Linked DNA regions of Mus musculus: all the other regions are linked to region 3. Evidence: chromatin contacts called from public HiChIP or PLAC-seq data. All regions are on one chromosome and are shown on one strand. The core of a region is the stretch at or near the end of the contact, and the rest is flanking DNA. Distances in the headings are between cores, read along the strand shown.

What was found. HiChIP or PLAC-seq counts read pairs in DNA pulled down with a chosen protein or histone mark.
Region 1: a BATF HiChIP or PLAC-seq map of CD8 T cells shows a contact between it and region 3, with 14 read pairs. The contact joins two enhancer-like sites. A contact is called at or near these places in 1 of 484 Hi-C or Micro-C datasets (Th1 cells), 7 of 115 datasets of contacts at active chromatin or transcription factors (CD8 T cells, embryonic stem cells, epiblast stem cells and 3 more) and 1 of 9 other capture datasets (adipose tissue).
Region 2: a contact with region 3 is called in a BATF HiChIP or PLAC-seq map of CD8 T cells, with 7 read pairs. The contact joins two enhancer-like sites. A contact is called at or near these places in 1 of 39 promoter capture datasets (Sertoli cells), 5 of 484 Hi-C or Micro-C datasets (Th1 cells, liver, nephron progenitors and 1 more), 3 of 115 datasets of contacts at active chromatin or transcription factors (CD8 T cells, fibro-adipogenic progenitors and heart atrium) and 1 of 9 other capture datasets (pancreatic islet).

What each region holds. Positions count from the first base shown.
Region 1 is chr7:119,870,739-119,875,328 of GRCm38.p6, forward strand. The region is part of intron 1 of Dcun1d3 (DCN1, defective in cullin neddylation 1, domain containing 3 (S. cerevisiae)); the gene reads right to left. It also overlaps a transcript of Rexo5 not described here. Among named protein-coding and RNA genes, the nearest start is that of Dcun1d3, 23 kb to the right of the region's middle. Within about 2 kb of position 3,338, at least 25 of the 459 cell types and tissues checked have an H3K27ac peak or open chromatin away from gene starts, as enhancers often do. A contact at or near this core is called in CD8 T cells, where this site is marked.
Region 2 is chr7:119,910,417-119,914,766 of GRCm38.p6, forward strand. It overlaps Lyrm1 (LYR motif containing 1), which reads left to right. Exons shown (of 4, transcript NM_001285959.1): 3 at 3,757-3,849. Among named protein-coding and RNA genes, the nearest start is that of Lyrm1, 17 kb to the left of the region's middle. Within about 2 kb of position 2,440, at least 10 of the 459 cell types and tissues checked have an H3K27ac peak or open chromatin away from gene starts, as enhancers often do. A contact at or near this core is called in CD8 T cells, where this site is marked.
Region 3 is chr7:120,060,535-120,064,912 of GRCm38.p6, forward strand. It overlaps Dnah3 (dynein, axonemal, heavy chain 3), which reads right to left. Exons shown (of 61, transcript NM_001370806.1): 16 at 1,228-1,381; 17 at 348-492. It also overlaps the pseudogene Gm17986. Among named protein-coding and RNA genes, the nearest start is that of Dnah3, 33 kb to the right of the region's middle. Within about 2 kb of position 2,632, at least 2 of the 459 cell types and tissues checked have an H3K27ac peak or open chromatin away from gene starts, as enhancers often do. A contact at or near this core is called in CD8 T cells, where this site is marked.

The sequences.
Region 1 (4,590 bases), core at 2,088-4,587, 190 kb before region 3:
TTTTAATTTCTTACTCTCAGATGCTAACTTACTTCCTGTAATTCACTATTATGGGCATACTAGGGTAATAGAAAAAAAAAGTTAAAAACCAGAACATTAATAATTATTTCCTGGGAATAACTCCTAAGAAGAAAAATTGATGGATCAAAGATTAGGTAAAAATACTTTATATAAAAATCTATTCTAGATCTACACATACTTTCAACATATTGTATTTGCCAACTTATTCAATTTCCCTTAAAATAAACAAAACAGAACACCACCCCCTTTTCCAGAAGCATGGAAGACAAGACAAATATCCAGGTGGCCAGTAAAGAAGTATCAGCTTTCCTGTGAGCACAGCAGCTTAACAGCTGTAAATGACAGGACAAGAGACAAGAGGTTCAAATGTTACCCTTCAGTTTCATCTACACTTCTTCTATGTACTTTTTAAGTATTAGACAAACCTTACCCTTTCCACCCTCCAAAAACGAAAGATGGTAGACTTGAAAAATCTACGAGTCCTCATCCTCTTAGCACTGGGCTGAAAGTCTAGCTCTCAGATTAATTAACCAGAGCCAGTGACTATCTGCACACTGGGCTATGGAGCCTTGGAAGCAGTCAATGGGTTGCATTTACACCACAGACCTATCATATGGACTTTTTGAGCTATAGACTGAATCAAAGGACATCACAGAATGTATTAGAACCATGTACATTTCCACACCATCTAGACTCTATCAGATAATTACCCAAGTTTCACACATAATCCCTACCCCTCTAATTAACTCCTGGTATAAGACTGTGTTTGTGGAATTCATAATGAAGCATGTGACTTAGGCTCATATGTTGCCTATAATACTCCTGGCTAATAACTATATTATCAGGGGTACACAGGCACCCAGGTCAACCAGAAAAAATTGAGCATTGAAAATGGCCACCCTACCAGAAAGACCAGGGAAAGTAAAATGTCTACGGAAGAAAGTGACTCTCTTTACCTGGTGAGTTTCAAATCCAATGCATACAGAACTCAAGAATGAGATTCTTAGGTGGAAGGTAATACTGAGAAATTACAAACTGGGTTTTGAAGACATCATTTACACCCTGAATCCAATGGCCTCAAGAAAGATCAAAGCCTAACCTTCATGAATATACCAGTCAGTAAATTCCCTTTTATATTTGCCAGATGTCAGCTTGTGTCACAACTGAAAGAGTTCTCACAAAGACAGTTAACACTTCTCAGTCTCTTACTAAAGCAGCACAGAAAGAAAGAACGATCTAATGCTTAGACTTCCTGATTCGTGTTCCTCACCCAGCTTACGAGGCCACAGTTTCAACCCAATATGTCATGGTACCCTCAGCTAAACAACAGGAGCAATGATCCCTGGCCATGAATGCTGTCAAATCCCATTACAACTAGGTGAGCCATTAGGATACTATTTATATAAGATGGCATGACTAACAAGCTAAGAGAACTATCCTAGCCCTCCTCTAAATACAGTTAGAGTACTCCTGCCTTCTCTTGTGGAAACATTCTATCTCATCTTCATGTTCCCAAGGAGGACCCCTACCTCCTACTCTACAAGCACAATGTGCCAGAATGTACGGCCAACTCGTCGGGAATCCTCTGCACAGTAATGACATGACCGATCCTCTTCCAGCTCAAAAGGTATTTGATCTAAACCACATCCTATGAAACTGAAAAACTAGACATGACCAGAGTTCTTGGTTTCAATTACCCAATTTCCCTTTAAGTGCTAAATGCCAATTTAGGAAGAATTCAGGTGTCTAAGACAGAAACTAAAAATGCTCATGTTTATCTGTCTTTATTATATATCCTGTAAGGGTTATATACAATCCATATATGTGTGTATATATATATATATACACATTTTATTTTCTTAACATTCATTTTTATAAATGCTTACATGGTACATGGATACATTAATATAGAGAGAGATAAATAAACAGATACTTCAATCAAAATAGTGTCCAACATATGATAAAAAGCAACAAGCAAGGAGTTACTGCAGGCTTTGCAAAGGTATCTCTTGCCGGGAGTGGTTATATGTGCTTTTAATCCCAGCCCTCAGGAGTCAGAGGCAGATGGATCTGAGTTCAGCATTAGCCAGGACCACATAGTGAGACCCCTGTCTCAAACAACAATAAAAACAAAGAAGACTACTTAGTTCTTCCCTATTTTCTGTCCTGCCCAAATTGCTACCACCTAAGGGCCGATGCAGAGCTGTCTATTTTGGCTGCCCAGACAGGCCTTACTTTAGAAAATTTTAAGACAAACAATAGATCCAAAAGCTCTTCTTCTGGTCATCGATACATTTAACAACCTGAAGGCAACTACAGGCCCAGAATACAATGTGCACGTAAACACATGTTCATTTTGCATCTAGTAACAGGGGGTTCAAAGAGTTGCATGCATCAACTGTCACCAGCTTTACATGTACTTCAACCACATCTAATCCTTTCACTCAGATCAGCAATGCAAATACTACAGCTCCTTCAGCTCCTCCTGAAATCCTCTCCCTGCCTTCTAGGGAGAACAGGGCATGCAAAATCGCTGGGCTTACACATCAGAGGCCTTCCCAGCTCTCCATGGGATACTTTGTACCTCAGAAGAGCACTTGTACCAGATGTGTCTCAAATACTGAAATGGAGTCAACCAAGTTATGTAGCATTGTACTCTAATCTGGGACATTTATGTTTGTCTTTTTGCTTGTTTTTGCTTTCTTCATTTTAATGGTTTAGATTTTCATTTGTTTTGCTTTGTTGTTGTTTGCTTGTTTCTGTTGTTTGCTTCTAGAAACACGGCCTTAACTGGCCTGAAACTCAAGAGATCTGCCTGCCTCTGTCTCCCCAGTGCTGGAATTAAAGGCATGTGCCAACCATGCCCAGCTGCTCTGGTGTTTTGGTTTGTTTTTATAGATATAATTAGAGTCCAGGCTGACCTTGAATTCATGATCCTCCTGCCTCAGCTTCACAGAGTACTTGGATTACAGGTTTGTAATACCAGACTGGCTTTATTCTCTGAGAGTCTCATTCGTTGACTTATTTGATCCCCCAAACAATACAAGTTATATCCTGTGTACCTACCTCAGTTTTTAGGCACACAGGAACTGTTTGCTACATATCTGCTGATGACCCACTGATAGTGTGGTGGTCTGGATAAAAATAGCCTGGCTTATGTATTTGGATATATTGCCATAGGCTTATGTATTTGAATGTTTGGTCCCCAGTTAGATATTTAGAGAGGATTAGGAAGTGTGATCTTGTTGGAGGAGGTGTGTCACTGAGGTTGAGCTTTGAGATTTCAAACACCCACAAGGCCCAGTCAGTCTCAGTTTCTCTCTGTCTCTGTCTATACTTTACAGATAATGTGTGAACTCTCAGCTGCTGCTCGAGCATCATGCCTGCCTGTCTGCCACTTTGCTCCCCGGCCATGATCTTGGACAACTTAACCCTCTGAAACTATAAGCAAGCTTCCCAATAAATGCTTTCTTGTATAAGTTGCCTTAATCGTGGTACCTACTCAAAGCAACACAACAGTAACTAAGACAGATAGTAAGTGCTCATGTTGCACAAAGCACTAGTCTATCGCTTTACTGTCCTAACTCAGGACTAATACTCAGGAATGCTTAGCCCTTGCCCTAGTACAATTAGGCCTAACAAATCAGTTATTTATACCAATTCTGATGAAATGATAGCAACAACAAAGGGAACTGAGTCCTATGGATGCAGAACTCAATTTCATTTCTTAAGAACTGGTTCTTAAGGTCATATTTCTTTGAGACACTAGTGACAATCCTAGAATTTTCAAATTTTCAAATTTTTATAAGAAAGTGTTTCGTTTTAATCCCGTGGGGATCTGGGGCTGTTTCGAACTGACCGCAGCAGCCGACTACTGTGATTTGCCTCATGTCCTAGCAGAGGCATGAAATTTACCAGCTTCAGATAGTTTGAGACTGTGTGACATTTAGGATTCTGGAACCTTTCAGAGGGTACATAAATGCTAGGGCCCCAAGTGGCAGCAGGGGAGATTGGCTGCAGTTAGAAGTCATGCTCAAAGAAGAAACAAAAGGAAAGAATGAGATTTCGGGGATCAATCTTGCTCTCCCCTCTATCCTTCACTCTCTCCTTTTTAGGGAATGGGGTGAAAAGGAGGGGAGTGGATAAAAGGTGTGAAAAAGAACCCACAAAGTAGTAAAAGACCAGCTACCAGACCCCTTCCCCACAATACTCTACCACCTTCTAAAAACAAGGGGAGGGAGGAGTTACTATTTCAATTATTCCCCACCTCATCAGTTTCTCAAATACAAATAGCTTCTCATCCAGTGGTAATACAGCGCCATTTCTTCACTCCATAAGCTAATTTTTACCTCCCAGAGTGAAATCCAGAATCTTGAGGCTGAAACCATGACGGTCCAGCTGTGTCTTCTGATCCGTGACCTCACTCCTTGAAGGAGGGAAAGGTGTCACATTTTCACAGACGTCATTCCTGCCTCTTCCCTTACCAAAGGTGCAAGCCCAAACGTTAATTCACACGATATGAAGACCTGATGGCAACATGCAAGGGCTAGGTAGCCTCCCTAGCTCATA
Region 2 (4,350 bases), core at 1,190-3,689, 150 kb before region 3:
TGCAAAAACCAAGGCTCTACTAGCTAGTTTAGCAAGAAGCACGCACCTGCACACCAGGCAGCTTCCCTTGATCCTGACAAAGCACCCAGCACTGGCTGGCTTTCCCTTGGGGAAACTGCTTGGCACTAGGATGAAAGGTGACTGTTGGTACCCGGCTCATCTTTGCCCACTTCTGCTTGATCTCTTCCAATTTAGCTTCACTGCTTCTCCCTACTGTATGTAGTGTCTTTCTGGCAGTTTCTCTACAGCGCCTACCACCACTTGCATGCAGGCTAAAGGGCAGCCTCTGTTGTGGCCACTTTGAATATCTGCTCTTGGTTACTTTCTTTTTGTTTTTCTTTTGCTTTGCTTTGCTTTGCTTTGCTTTGCTTTGCTTTGCTTTGCTTTGCTTTGCTTTGCTTTGCTTTGGTTTTGGGCTTTTTTTGTTTTTTTGTTTTTTTTTTGAACAGGGTCTATTTAGTCCTGGCTATCCTAGAACTTATGTAGACTAGGCTGGCCTCCAACTCACATAGGTTCCCCTGGCTCTGCCTTCTGAGTGCCTGGATTAAAGTCATATGTCACCACCCTTGGCCCAGCCTTTGTTTCTGACCACCCACCTGCTGGAACTCACCTCAGCCTAGTCATCTGTTTTTAATCCTGATCCCCTAGCTGCTCCCTTCCCCTCTTGTTTCTTCTGTAGCTCCTGTCACCTGCTGCTAGGTAAAACTCTTTGTTCTTAGTCCTTATTAAAGTATCCCACCATGTGCTAAACACTAGACCAGACAATTTGGATATATAAAAAAATAAATTAAAAATTAAAAATTAAATAAACAATAAAAATATAGTCTCTCAGAGATATTTTAGTTAAGTAAAAAAGTAGAGGAATTAAAATTAAGACAAACTCTCATAATCTTCTGGGAACCCCAAAGCCTCCATACTTTATTGTGTTTGGTTTTGTTTTTTTTTAATGTTTTTTTTTTGGGAGGGGGTTGAGACAAGGTTTCTCTGTGTAGCCCTGGCTGTCCTGGAGCTCACTCTATAGACCAGGGTGGCCTCGAACTCAGAAATCCACCTGCCTCTGCCTCCCAAGTGCTGGGATTAAATGTGTGTGCCACCACTGCCCGGCTGTATTATTATTATTAATATTTGTTTTAAATACAGTGACTGTATATAGCCATGGCTGTTCTGTGACTCAAGAGAGCCACTAGCCTGTTTTAAGTGATGGGATTAAAGGTGTATATGTGCCACCACACCCAACCTTTACATTTTTTCATACATGTACACAATATATTTTTACAATATTTAGCCCTAAACTTTTCCCAGATTCACCATATCTACCTCAACTTCGTGCCCTCTTTTTTTACTTTTTTAAGTAAAGCACCAAGTCCAGTTTGTGCTGCCCATGTACTCGTGGGTGTGGAACTGTCCCCCTGAGTGTGTTTGACCTTCCAGGGGCCATACCCTTAAAGAGAACTGACTCACTTTCCTCCAGCAGCCAGTAGCTGTCAAAAGCTCCTCAGATAGGGATGGGGCTCATGACTGCCTCTCCTGCCTGTGCTGGAATGTGGCCTGCTTGGTCTGGTATGGGTCTTATGCAGGCAAACACAGCTGCAGTGAATTCACAAATACAACAGGTCTGTCACATCCAGAAGACACTATTTTAAACCGTGTCACTCATCTGGCTTCTTCTATGCCTTTTTGGTGTTCAAGAGGTGTTCTGTTCAGATGGTATCTTTGGTAGCTGAAAGCGGTGATATGACTCCATGAGTCAGGGCCATGAGTATGGCCTGGCTGTGGCATATACCCAGTAAACCTGAGCAGACAAAATTGTCTGAGAACTAGTCAAGATTAGGTTTTCATTTATTTTAGAATAATTTTTAAGCTTTGACCTAGCCAAGGATGAGACAAGGGTGGTGTGTCCATGTCAAAAAATCATGCAGCATCCTGTGAATAGCTGAATTTGGAGAACTGTAGCCCAAGGTTATATAGATGATAGAGTGCTGAAGTTTAAGAAGCCCCAACCCTCTTAGCAATATCATTGTCAGGAGGCTTTTTCTTTCCCCAAGGTTCCTGATGTAGACAGAAACAGTTTACTATAACCCAGTTGCACTAAGACTTTAAGAATAATAATCCAGAGGTATCGTATTCATTGCTCTGAATCCCAAGCAGGCCAGTGGCAACATGAGAACCATTCCCAATGTCGATAGCAGCACTTAGCTTCTGAGGCTGTAGGGGTCAGGGAGTTGAGCCTCTGCCCTAAGGGACTCAGCTCAGTTCTCTGTGCTGCTGTTCCTGGAACTCCAAGAAGCACCAAGGGACAAGAACTCCCTTGGAATTATCAAGCCACATGGGCCAAGACTTCAATTTGGTTGTCATCTGAAGCTGATGCAATCCTCGAACTACTTTGAAGCACTCACAAATGGATAGAAGATCCATGTACTGTTCGTTGTTGGTTGATTGGTTGGTTGGGTTTTGTGGTTTTTTTACATCCTCAGAATGAAAGTTTCTCTCCTTGATTTGGCCTTGTGTGTGTGTGTGTTTCCCCCAAAGTGAACATTTCATTCTTTTACTCAAAAATACATTATCACAATTTGAGTGATTTGGGATTTCAAAACTCCTTTTTGCCCCATACTAATGAACATGGCAATTTATAGTTTAAAATATGAGGTAAACCGTTCTCCAGTCTTTTTGCTGAAAAACCAGATTTCTGTGGAGCAATGGGTCTCAGCCTGTGGGTCATGACCACTTTGGGGGATCAAATGACCTTTTCATGGGCATCACTTAAGACCATGGGAAAACACAGATATTTATGTTGTAAAATTAGTTATGAAGTAGCAACCAAAATGATTTTACAGTGGGGATGTCACTATAGCATGAGGAACTGTATTAACTGCTGCAGCATTGGAAAGCTTGAGAGCCAATACTTAAGAGAGTCGGTGTGGAGAGCGTGTGGAATAGCTCTCTCACTTGGTGTTGGAGGGGATGCTAGTTTGCAGACTGTTGATGGAGACATGAATTGGTGTAACTCCAGAAGGTAACTTGGGAATACTGTAAAAAAAAAAAAAGTATGAACCTGTATAACCCCTTTGTCTTAACCTTCTCTGCTGTAAGAATTCATCTCTTAGATACATTAGCATGTGAGAAAAAAATTGCATAAAGATCTGTAGCAGCAGAATTGTTTATAATGGGAAAGGGCTGAAAATAACCAAAATGCTCATAAATAATACAGTGGTTAAATTATAATAAAGCCTGATGTTGATTTTTTTGTAAATTTTCAGGAAGAGTAGTTCCTGATGTCTGAATACCAAAAGAGCTTGAAATTATGTTAACGAAAAAGCAAGACTTATAAAGCTATCTCTATAAGAAGAGACCAGGGCCAGTGAGATGGCTCACTGGATAAAGGTGTTCAGTGCACAAGCTGGATGAGCTGAGCTCAATCCCTGGAGCTCAAAGACAGACAAAAGGAGAGAAGCAACTCCACACCAACGCGGTGCGCGCACCACAGTGTGTGTACAATGGATGTGCACACTCCCTGCGCTATACACACAAGATAATCAATGAGAAATATTTTTAAAAGGCCAATTCTCTGTATTTAGGTTTATATATTCATAGACTAACCTTGGAAGGATTCATAAGAAGGCTAACTGGAAAACAAGATAGGAAAGGCCTTTTCCAATATCGAGTTTCCTTGGTAGTGAACTAAAGAGTTTAAGAAACTCTATATTTTATATATCATTAGAAAGATACTAAATGTCTCGCTTATTTCCCCTTAACCAGCTCACAGACCCAGAGCTGATTAAACAATGCATAGTTGAATGCACGGCCCGGATTGAGATTGGACTGCATTACCAGATCCCTTATCCACGCCCTGTGAGTATGAGCGCCGCCCCTGGGCAGTGCAGGTCTTTCTAAGGGTGTGTACCACGAGGGCTAACATTCACAGAGGAGCAAGAGCCATGGGAGGAAGCGTGCTGGAAGTACGTTATCCTGGCATGCCACTACCCGTCACAGTAAACCACTGTCTACACGGATATAATGCCTGGTCTCTTCTGGTGCAGCTTCCCGCAAGCTGGAAGGGGAAAGCAGCTCCTAGATATAAAGCTACTCTTTGGGCCTTCACCCATAGTTTTATAGAGATGCATTTATTTTCTTTAGTATAAAAGGAAAGCTTTTTAGATACGAAAAAAGTAAAGTTCAGATATTAAAAGATTACAGAAAGAAAAAAGTGAAAATTGTCAAAAATTCTCACCTTTTGGAAGAGACCAATGTAGTTTTAAAATGTCCAGTTTTCAACTCTTTGACTTACCTGGTAATATTAGTTGGTAATATTAGTTTTACACACACACACTTTTTTTTTTTTGGTTTTTTCGA
Region 3 (4,378 bases), core at 1,382-3,881:
CTAGACTCCAGAGCCTAGAGCAAAGGGTAGATTTTAGATGCCCCCATGGTACTCGGGCTCTTCTTAAAGCAGCACCACAGAGGGACAGTTCTCAGCCTCTCCCCTGCTTCTTGGAATCATCAGTATGACAAAAACTCTGGGTGTAGATCTGATTTAAATCCCTTAATAGGTCTCTTGCTTTTTGGTTCCTTATCTCCCCTTGTTATTATGTCTGAAAATATAGACTATGGTGACTTTTTCTCAAGAGGGTTGGAATCCAAAGAGCAAATCTGGTTTTGGAGATGGCTAGGGAGACCCACATTCCCACCCCCATCCCTGGTGCCCAGCAGGGCCAGCGCGTGGTATACCATTCATCCACTCCTCTGACTTGGTGCTGAACTCATAGGCTGTGACCCACAGCTGCTCGTAGGGGATTTTGTTGATCATCAGGGTTTGAAGAAGAGGGAAGGAGCTCTTCTCCTTCTCCAGCAGCTCTTCCTCCTTGTTGATCAACTGTGAGGAAAAAGAGGAGGTTGTCTTTCGGATAGATGGAAACCTTGGATCCTGGGAACCTCCATGACAAATTCCTCAGCCCCGAGAAAGCCAAGTGGAGGAGGCAGATGTTCATTCAATGGGCAGACGTAGCCTCTGAGAGCCATGGTACCTGAGGTCTAGCTGCTAGAAACTAACAATGCGATGCTTTCTCTGTCATCTTTGTTCCTAAGACCCAGCAGACCTCTATACATGTTCATAATTTCTACATAAAATCTACTTGTTCATATAACTGCTTACAAGTCTTCTTACATTAACTTGCCTCAAGGTTAAGAACTTCAGTGTTTAAAAACAAAATGAAACAACTTGTTAATTGATCTTTGGAGAAAGTAGCTTAGTGGATCCAAGTCTCACCCCCACCCCTACTTTAAGTGGGGCTAAGGGATAACGTAACAAACCCCAAAGGTTTGTCCTAGGCATTGAGACATCTATACAAAGCCCTTGCCCCATCACTCAGCACGTAATGGATACACAACAGGCATAAGCAGTTACCATGCTTTAATGTCTTCAGGTGCTACATGACTTACAAATATCTGTTGAAATATAGACAACATGTGGGGAGAGGTATCTGACCATGCTCAAGAGAGGGAGGGCCAAGCACGTGGTGCTATGTACCTCACAGCTGTCTTATGCATAAACTAAGAACCAAAATGACCAACACTTAGGGTCCCAAGTCCCTATCACGATGTTCCAAACCTCAAATTCTGTCAGCGCCAGATCTAGGTTCTTGGAGAGGTCATGAAGCTTTTCCACATTGTTCTTCATTTCTTCGGTAGTCATCACTTCACGCTTCCTAAACATTTCCAGCTCTTTGCTATAGCCTTCAAGTCTCGACTCAAATTCTGAGCACCTGACAGCAAAGAAAGCCCATCACATCAGACTCTCCCATTTTTTGCTCTTCCCAAGTTATCATCCTGGGATTTTGACACTTCCCTGATTCTGCATCTATCTAAAGACAAGCAAAGAAGAAATAAAAACAAAACACATATGATCCATGGATTGGAGATGGGGTGGTATAAGCCAATTGGTGACTAAACATGCTGAGGAAATTTTCCTGTTCAGATAAATATGTGATCAGATATGTATTTTATGCATTATCTATTCATTGTGCCATTAGATATTTATTATTGAGGCTTGATATATCCCAGAACTAGACATCAGAAAGTTATCTTTGAAGTGTGCTATTAATATCTCTATCCTCTTGGAACATTCATTTTAGTTGGGAGGAGAGCTAAACAATAATGGATTAGTGAGTCGGTGGATGGATAGATGGATGGATGGATGGATGGATGGATGGGTGGGTGGATGGATGGATGGATTGGTAACCCCCTAGATATAAAGACAGATGAATAAATCTATAAAGACACTTCTGATAGTAACAAATGCCCTAAAGAAAACAAATAGAGTGAACAGACTGCCTTGTGTTATCCACTGTAGCTGGAGTGATTGGAGAGGTCTTCCAGATCTGTCTACCCCATCCATATGATCAACAAATCTGATCTCAATTTGTTTCTTCCTTTACTCAGTTTTAGTAGGTGATCTATTGTTTAGTGGCTAGGATCTAGAGCCAGGATTGCTTGCCTCAGAAGTCTAGATATTTAATAGCCTCATGGTCTTTGAGCACGCACATCACTTAAATTCTCTCTACTTCAGTATGCAATGAAGAAAAAGTATGAATTTAATAACTCTAATATAACATCACTCAGTTATTAGCTTCATTTATCACAACCACTCTACGGGTATTTCTTCTCATTGACTAGAATGTAAATCTATACATTTTCTTCATTAATTCCACATGTACCCAGCAGTTTCAGAGTGTTGGGCATGCAGACAACCAATATTCATTGAATGAGCTTATCACCAAGAGCAGCACTAGTGACACCCATAAATTTTGCTCTTAGGTGCTTAATTTTATAATGACAATTTTAAATATTCTTTTAAAGTATTTTAACTTTAAATATTTCTTTTTCCTCATAAGAGTACTTTAAGAGGGTTACTTTTCAAGTGATTCGGCTTATGTTTCATCTCTACTTGCACCATGTGGGAGGCAGACTCTGGTATGACCCCTACATCCTGTCTCATACACTGTATAATTGGCTCCCTCGAGTTTGGGCTAGATGTGGTAATTCACTTCTTATAAAAGGGATGGGTTGTTCAGAAGGAGGTTAGTTTCTGTTTCCTTTGCTTACTCTTTCCGTCTTACTCTGAAGGAAAGCTACTCCCCTGTGAAGAGGCTCATGTGGTGAGGGATAGAGTCAAGGGCCAATGATGTGCTCAAACCTGCTAATAACCATGGAACAAGACCAGAATTAGATGTCAGCCAATGAAACCCTCAGACAAGCGTACAGCCTGGGCTAGTATTCTGACTCCAGCTTCACAGAAAATCTGGTACCAGACACATACAACCAGACATACAGCTGAGTGGCTCTTGGGAGTTCTGACCCAGAGACACTGAGAGATAATTCCTCCTTGAAGATGCTATGTTGTGTTATGTCACAGTAGATATCTAGTATATACAATTATATAATTTCTGCTCCTTATACTTTTTTTCTGAGTCCTGAAACATGGCTAGATATTAATGAATGTCAAAGAATAGACATTTTATATTGTAGGATTTTTGATATGCTATTATGGATGGAAGCCCTGAGAAAGAGTCCCACCTCCCACTGACCTCTGCAAGGCTGATTAACTGAAATTTCAATGATCGTGGAGAGGTTGAGATACTGCAGGTCCCAAAGTCTAATTACAATTTCTCCTGGGCTATCTCTAGCTCTCTTGCTCACCTCTGTGTCTTACCTAATGTCCTTGTGACTAAGCCTTTTGGAATGCATTAGCCTTGCAGACCACTAGCTTCTGGCCACCAAATGCTAAGACTGATGTCAGCATCTGGGCTGGCAACACAGATTTGTCTGCTTTTGCTATAACTCAACTGCCTGATGTTTCTACCAATGTATCTGAAAGGGCCTCAATTTATAACTTTTTTTTTTTTTGGCTTCTGTAAAAACTTCATCAGACTGTTACCAGATGGGAATACAGAGTTTAGGGGTAACCCGAATCTATGCCCAAACATGGGCACTAGTTTTTAGCTCCAGAATAAACTCTTCTTACCCCCTGTGAGGTAGAAGCTGCATTTTCATGTTGACATTAACTATCTGCAGAGAGAGAGAGTGAGAGACACACCCTGCTGGTGAACCAAGATTACTGCTTATTCCATTATCTCCATATTCAGGTTACTCTTCTATTTGAATTATGTACTAGGTCATGTAATTTATATGTAAGAATTGATGTCTGCTTTTCTTTTCTTTTAGCTATCTGAGTAACCACCTTTGAACCACTGATTCCTCCCATCCCCAGTGTGTTATTAGCCAACTCCAAATTAGACAATCCTCTAGCCTGTGGAGGTATGGCTTCCTCCTCTGCTTCATCATCACAGCTCTTGCGCCACATTGGTCCTTCTTGGCATTCTTCACATGGCCTAGGTGGCCACTATTAGGAGGGCAAAGGGAGGTGTCAGCATGCTTCTGGCAGGCCAGACAGATAATGAAGGGTGGGATGTGCATCACCTCTTACTGACTCTGATATGGTGCTGGTAGATGAGCACGCAGGTGTAGTGGATAGCCTTGTCCAGGTACATTTTACAGACCTGGGCCTGAAGCTGATTCTCCAAGAAATCCTCCATCTTCAGGCCTACATATAATTCAGTTTCCCCGTTCAGCACCCCAATGCTTATGGATCACTGCAGAAGGACATTGACCTCAGGAAGATGCCCTGGGTCCTATTAGTCCAGTATCATCAGCTTCTGGAAGGCCTTGTGAGTCTTGGCCAAGGTAAATTTGACCCTCCAGAC